2 separate regions of the Hordeum vulgare genome follow, and region 1 is linked to region 2. The links are chromatin contacts, called in public Hi-C maps. All regions are on one chromosome and are shown on one strand. Each heading gives the region's core, a stretch centred on a gene start, on an enhancer-like site or on the middle of the called end of the contact. The rest is flanking DNA. Distances are from core to core; before and after follow the strand shown. Region 1 holds the start of LOC123431042. Region 2 holds the start of LOC123428150 (ethylene-responsive transcription factor ERF008-like).

Region 1 (3,422 bases), core at 16-2,515, 200 kb after region 2:
ATGGCTCGTCAACTTGTGGTGTATGCATCATCAGAATCGCGCCTCCTTTTGGAAAAAGAAGAATCTGGACCGAAGAGGAGAAGCGCACATCTCTGAATCTGGACATCTGGTCGAACATAAACGCGCGCACGCGACGTCTTGTTGGTGTAGGAGCAGCGCGCGTGCTGCGTCTGCTCGCCGGCGTCGCGTGCACGCGCGCCTGTCTGCCCCCGGTGCCATCCATCCGCCCCCACCCGGCCGCCCCACCTCGTCTGCAAACGGCAGCAGCGGCGCGTGTACGTACGTCTAATCGCTGATGCGGCAACAGCATCAGCATGCACGCACCACTGATCAGTCCATCCATCCATCCATGACCTATCTCGCCCTGCCTGTCACCGCAGCGTCTCCTGATCAATGGCATGCGCAACACGACGACGCCCTGCACCGCGTAACACGAGCGAGGGGTGCAGGGATCATTTAACACGAACAACAAATGCGATGTTGTCACGGCACGGCAGGGTGCATCTGCTCCGCGCCTTCAGAAGACGCAGGCATGCAGCAGGCAGCAGCGCGTACGATGTGATCCCATGACGATTCCCTCCGAACTGAAGCAGCGCCGTCGGTGGAGTGTCACGGAATCGTATTCTGACGAACCGCTACTCTTCTCTACCAAGAACAGCTGCATCGTTGAGTGGATTTATTTATATTCATATATCTGACTAGTCATATGTCGTAGGTCACACTGCTGGAGCCCGGGTGCTTGGTTTTATTGCACTGTCGACACGCACGGACCGTCCCCGGAAGGAGGATTTATGTGACTTCTTCCTTACAGTACCCCACGATCATATTCGTCTCGTACAAGGGTAGAAGAACACCGTGCACGCAGCTTGTCATGCAGAATTGCAGACAGATGCCGGACCGTCCCTGGGAGCAGGATTGATGACGTCCTTTACTGTACCACCCCTCTTGTCTCGCAGCAATGGGTACAAACAGCTAGGCATACATATGTCGTACATGAGTTTTTTTTATGAGAAATAGTGTTTACCATGAGAAGTTGAGATTTTTTAATTTTTTTATATGATGAGAAGTTGAGGAAGTCCCCAACGACAGAAGTCCGATTGCCCGGCCCATCAAAAGACAGTCCCTAGCCGTCTTGTTGCCGTGGAAGGCTGGGCTGCACGCTGCCATGAAAAGCAAAAGCCCAAATTCTGCCACATCCCCGGCCCACGGCAACGAGGCCCTTTCTTTCTTTCTTCCCATTGCACGGCTTTGCCCAAGCCCAAGTTCGCCGTCTTTCACCGAAACCCTTCTCAAAACCCGAGACCCGCCGGCGGCCGCCGTCCGTCCACGCGCAGCACCACCTCGCCATGGCCCGGCGGCTGCTCCACCTCCGGCCCCGTCTCCAGGCGCTCGCGCCCCGCCTCGTTCCCTCGCGGCCGTACATGGCCGACATGCGCCGCTCCGCGTTCCTCGACCGCCTCCTCCGCTCCCTCCGCTCCGAGATCTCCTCCTGCCGCCCCGAGCCCGCCCCGCAGGTGCCGCCCTCCGTCGCGCCGTTCGCCGTCGACGACCGTCCCGGCGAGCAGTATATCCGCCTGCGCCGCGCGTTCGGGGAGGAGGAGGTCAGGGTGGACGCCTCGATGATCGACGGCGCCGTGGCGCCCACCCGCTCGGGCGTGGCCGCGGAGGACGGCGGGCCACCGGCCAGGATGCACATCAGCGTCCACGTCGAGGTCACCAAGCCCGCGCGGCCTGACTTCGCGCTCAACTTCGAGTGCTCGGCTTGGCCTGAGGAGATGGACGTGGAGAGGGTCTTCCCCGTCCGCCGCACTGGGCCAGCGCCGGAGCAGCAATACATTGGCCGCCAGTTCAGGTGACCCAACCTCGTTTTAGCAGTTTAGAATGCTTATAAGTTGTTTAAATCAAAGAATGTCCATGTTCTCGCGATGCTGCTTTAGCATGTTCAGCTGTTAGCATCAATGATTGATTAAAGAAATTGGACCAGGATTTCTGGCTCGCATATCTCTTGTGCATAATCGTAGCAGTTTCTTGTACTGTATTAAAGAAATTTAGGATGGTTATAACAACTTTTTATAGTATGTACCAAGCATACTTCTTTTTACACAGTCTACGGAAATGAATAACTTTGCACACACAATCCAATGCACATAGCATCAAACTTTTACTTGTGTTATTATCTTTTCAAAGAACTTTTAAGTACAAAAACATATGGAAACATGCTCCCTGTTTACCCACACTAGTGGTGACTATTGGACTGGAAAAGTAATCATGTGATAGATGAAATGCTCGGGCTTGGCGGGTACGGAGCTTTCCTCCAACTTCAGTTCCGTGTTAAGGGAAATTAGATCAAATTTGTTTCTGGATGAATAATGCATGTCTCGTGCACCAGTTGAATTGCTCCAAAACCCCTGGAGAATGACAATGCTGGCTCCTTAGATTCAAACAAGAAAGTGGTGTAATCTAGCACTAGCTAGTTGTAATGTAGCAGTTACAAATTTCTGATACAGTAGGAGCTGAATGACAATGCTGGCTCCTCATCGTTCATTTTGATACAAACAATTATTGGAAAAGGATCTTATATTTCTTGTTTTCTACTGATGCTATTTTGATTTGTTAAAATCCTAACTTGTTTCTTTGACTTACTACATACAGTATAGCATTCAACATTATGATCTCTTTTTGAGTTGCGCTTCACTGTTAGCATTATGAGATGTTAATATGCTTTTTTTACCTTGCTGGTCTTACCAATGAGCAGGGAGTTAGATGAGGAGATGCAAACTGCAGTGCGTGATTACTTGGAGCAGAGAGGGGTGAATGATGAGCTAGCAGCTTTCCTGCACACTTACATGGAAAACAAGGAGCAGACAGAGCTTGTAGGGTGGCTTAAACATATTGAGTGCTATCTCAAGAAGTAGACGGCAATTTGTAGGCACTTCGAGTTAGATGGTTATAACTGGTGATTTACATATGTTAAAATTGGGATGTTGTCACAGCATCAAAAAGTCCTTGCTCATTCAGAAGTGGACAATGTGATCCAGGGAGGATCCTCTTTGTCGACGGAATTTCCAGATATTGAATATGTTGTATCATCACAGGGGCATATATTCGAACGAACCAAGTTACTGCGAGCCTTGAGTACTCTTTCAGTGGACTGATTTATGTGAGCCCTGGGTTTCTTTCTTATATTGCACTGTCGATACACACAAATGCAGGGACCGTCCCTGGTAGCAGGATTGATGGAGTTCCTTACTGTACTCCACAATCCTGTTGTGTCGCATAATACGGTACACACAGCTTGTCATTTAGATGCAAGAAACCGTCCCTGGAAGCAGGATTGATGGATTTCCTTACAGTACCAATCCTGCTGTCTAAATAGCCATACAGAGATCTAGCATTAACATTCCTGCCTTCATTCAGCTCTT
Region 2 (3,707 bases), core at 645-3,144:
ATCAACTTATAGACTTAAGTCCTGGCATCGATCGATTAGGTTGGCCGACTTATGACATGAGCATCGCTTAAGTCGATCAAGTTGCGACTATGTAGCATGAGAGAGGAGTGAACCTCAAAGGAGTGGCTTGCATCAATGACCATTTGTAGGTCTAGTGAAAGAAGGATACGTGCTTGATTGGGAGCGTGTGAATTGTGAAGAGAACGTAGGAGACAAAAAAAGAGGTAAGGGGACATCCAATTTCCCCCCTCTTTCGTGTAAGGTGATAGCCAAATCATAATTAAGGGCCATATCAAGATTAAAAATGCAATGACTATCAAACAAACAAGTTTTGTTGTGAAAAACAATTTAAATCATGGACCATTGGACCTGGTTATGGGTGGATAGGATCAATCGTGTCAAAATAAAGTGGTGCTTTTAATGTTGGTTCAATCATTGTTGCAAGAGCTTGGTATTATATTTAACCTAAAGCAGCAATATTACGGCGTGATAATCTTGGTGAAACTTATCAGTGAGTCAATCTTGTGTTTCATGCAAGAACTAAACATATTGAAGTGGATGGCCACTTTGTCACAAAAAGAGTAGCAAACAAGTTCCTCAACATTCATTTTATAACCACAAGAGATCAAGTTGCACATGGGTTTACAAAACCATTGACAGTACGGCAACATGAAGCATTTAGTCGCATTCTCAACATAGATAAGTTATGATTGACAGTGGATGTTCAGATACTTTGTATAGTTTGTATTTCGTACATGTGATTGTTGTGTAATCCTGGCAATTGGTTTGTGTATGATATGTATGTGTCTCATGTATAGTTATCAGAAAAGCCAAGTCGAGATCAAAACCGACCCAGAACCCATGTAATCTTCCACAAACGAGTCCCTGCTGATCGATATACAACAAGCTCTTCCATCTAGTTTTACATATATAAATAGTCAATTCGATACTTGCTCTCCAAATATGTGAGCGCACTTGTGATACTCTCACAGCAAAGGAGCACACTGTTTTGGCAGTTAAAGAAATTATAGTACCTTGTGGCCGTTGATGTAACTATTAGGATTTATTTTCCTTTTCTCTTCTTAGGATGATTTTACTAGGAGTTCTAGTTTGGTTTCCAAAGTTTAGGCCACACAATTTTACTTGTGGCCGATATGAGCACTAGTCGCCAATCCATTTGCTTGATGTGATTGTCCTAAGCGACTTTGCATGTCACATGAAAAAAATGGCATATCATGTGCATCACATGATGAAGAAAACGTAAGGACGATCTTTTTCGTTTCCTCTTGCGCGGGTAAGGATAATCTTTTTCATTGCCTAGTCATATGTCTATTTTGTAAGACATGTAGTAGTACATTTCTTCTAGAATTTGCCACTTATTGTATACTCAAGCGATCACTTGTTGACCCCGAAAATGTGAACGGAACTTGGACAGGAAGAAACCGGAGCGGCAACGGAGGTCAACAAAATTACAGCGTGGCGACAAGTGCGCACGAGGGTTGGTGAGCAACAGAGAAGGGTACATGGATTGTGACGTTGCGGTCATCTTATCATCGTAGTATAATATAAACTTACCTTACCACAAGAAAGAACAGTTCGTGTTTTTTCTCCTGCCTGGACCAGCAGCAACAACGATGGTGTTGTTTCCACAGCCAGAGCAAGGAATTGCACGCCAAATACAAATTCCAATCCTACAAGGTTGACGCTAGCTGTACCCAAGTACGAGTACAATACAAATACAACCGGCCGACGTTGTTGCTACGTATGGAGTACTGGTCCAAATACGTACGTGGGGATGGATATGCATGGACCTGTGGGGTGTCGTGTCCGGACGCAAGTTAGACGGTGGACCTAGCGATTTCCTTTGGGGTGCGGCTGGCTCGGCTTGGCTTGGCTTGGAACGGGTCAGGCCAGGCTCCCTTCCAAACAGCACAGTAGAGTACACTGCTGCTGCCGTCGATGTCCTCTTCCCTTCTCTCCCTCCCGAGCGGAGCTGCGCTCCAGTTTATGATTATCCCAACCAAACTCTAATCATACCCCCCACCCACAAAATCCCAATACAAATACCGCCCAGCAAATAGATAGCCGGGACTGGAGCCACGGCAAGAAAGAGAAGCCAGCTCCGCTGCTCCAACCCAAAAGCTACTCCTCCTTCCGGCACGCGGCAGGGAGGTGAGAGAGAGAGAGAGAGAGACCAGCCGAGGCGGCGGCCGGCCACCATAGCAGCTTAGGTTAGGCAGGCATCTTCCCTCATGCAGCAGGGCGAGTACCGCTCGTCGTCTTCGAGCGAGGGCTCGGCGGGTTCTGCGGCGGCTGCGGCTGCGGCTGCGGCGGCCATGGCGCCCCTGGCGGCTGCGGCCGCGGCGGTGGCGGCCAAGGAGGAGCACAACGTGACGGTGGCCGTGGCGCCGCCCATGCCCATGGCCATGGCGATGCCGCTGCAGCAGCAGCAGCCGCGGAAGCAGTACCGCGGCGTGCGCATGCGCAAGTGGGGCAAGTGGGTGGCGGAGATCCGCGAGCCGCACAAGCGGACGCGCATCTGGCTGGGGTCCTACGCCACGCCCGTCGCCGCCGCGCGCGCCTACGACACGGCCGTCTTCTACCTCCGCGGCAGGTCGGCGCGCCTCAACTTCCCCGACGAGATCTCCGCGCTCGCGCTGTCGTCGCCCGAGGCCGCCGAGGCCGGTGGAGGGGAGATGGCGGGCGAGCTGGCCGACGGCGGCGCGCTGTCGGCGGCTTCGATCCGGAAGAAGGCCATCGAGGTCGGGTCCCGCGTGGACGCGCTCCAGACCGGCATGACCACCATGGTCGCCGCGCCCGCGCACCACCGGGAGCGGCAGCGGCTCCACCACCACCACCACGCGGAGCCGCACGGCGAGGAGCTGCACCGCCACGTGAAGCAGCAGCGGACGGCGTGGAACGGGCGCGCCAAGAACCCGGATCTCAACCAGGCGCCCAGCCCGGACACCTCCGACGCCGAGTGAAGCAGCCGGAAGAAGCGGCGGCTTCCAGTCATCTACAACCAACCAGTCGACCATGCAGCCAGTCTCCGGAGAGCAGCCAGCAGCGTATGTTGATGAAGCAGCACAAGCAACTCAATCCAGTCCACCACCCAACGGTCTCCCTAGCAAGCTCCGCCGCGTCGGCGGGCGAGGTGCCGGTGGTCGGTGGGTCGGTGGCGAGATTATTTTTCAATACGTTGGTCTGGATAAGAACAAGGGAGGGGGAGGGGAGGCGGGGGACGCCACAAGTGGCGGTCTTTCCAAATGTCAAAAAAGACAGCTGTAACAGTGATAAAACAATCGCCACCATCTTCTTCTTTTTTCTCTCTGTTTCTGTTATCGAGTAGATAAGCAGCGATTAGCAGTGCAACTTCTGTTAATTAATCGTCCGTCGCCCCCTTCGTTGTTAATTAACTGCTGAGTGCATCGCCTCTGGATTTTGATATCGTATTATCTGAGTAGTGTAATTGAAATGATCCAGTGGTTGGCTTGGCGGCTTAATCCGGCTGTCTGCTGGTGGGAGCAAAGCAAAGCAAAGCAAGCGAGCATATCCGCGTTAGGTTAGGTTAGGCATCAGCAGGCACTAATCAGTTGGGGTGAGACTTTTCTCTATCCATGTCTCTGCTGCTGCATGCGTGTGCCTCAATCCGAATGTGCCGGTGCAATTATGGATCGGGCAGCGGCGGGCCGTGCTGGACTGGCACT

The links. A called contact is a pair of places that touch in the nucleus more often than the background predicts.
Region 1: a contact with region 2 is called in a Hi-C map of seedling, with 3 times the contacts expected there. The contact joins the promoter of LOC123431042 here to the promoter of LOC123428150 in region 2. A contact is called at or near these places in 2 of 6 Hi-C or Micro-C datasets (leaf and seedling).

The regions. Positions count from the first base shown.
Region 1 is chr2H:635,924,908-635,928,329 of MorexV3_pseudomolecules_assembly, forward strand. It overlaps LOC123431042, which reads left to right and starts at 1,266. Exons shown (of 2, transcript XM_045114858.1): 1 at 1,266-1,852; 2 at 2,756-3,128. The coding sequence starts at 1,347. The coding sequence ends at 2,915.
Region 2 is chr2H:635,723,222-635,726,928 of MorexV3_pseudomolecules_assembly, forward strand. It overlaps LOC123428150 (ethylene-responsive transcription factor ERF008-like), which reads left to right and starts at 1,895. Exons shown (of 1, transcript XM_045112314.1): 1 at 1,895-3,416. The coding sequence starts at 2,253. The coding sequence ends at 2,984.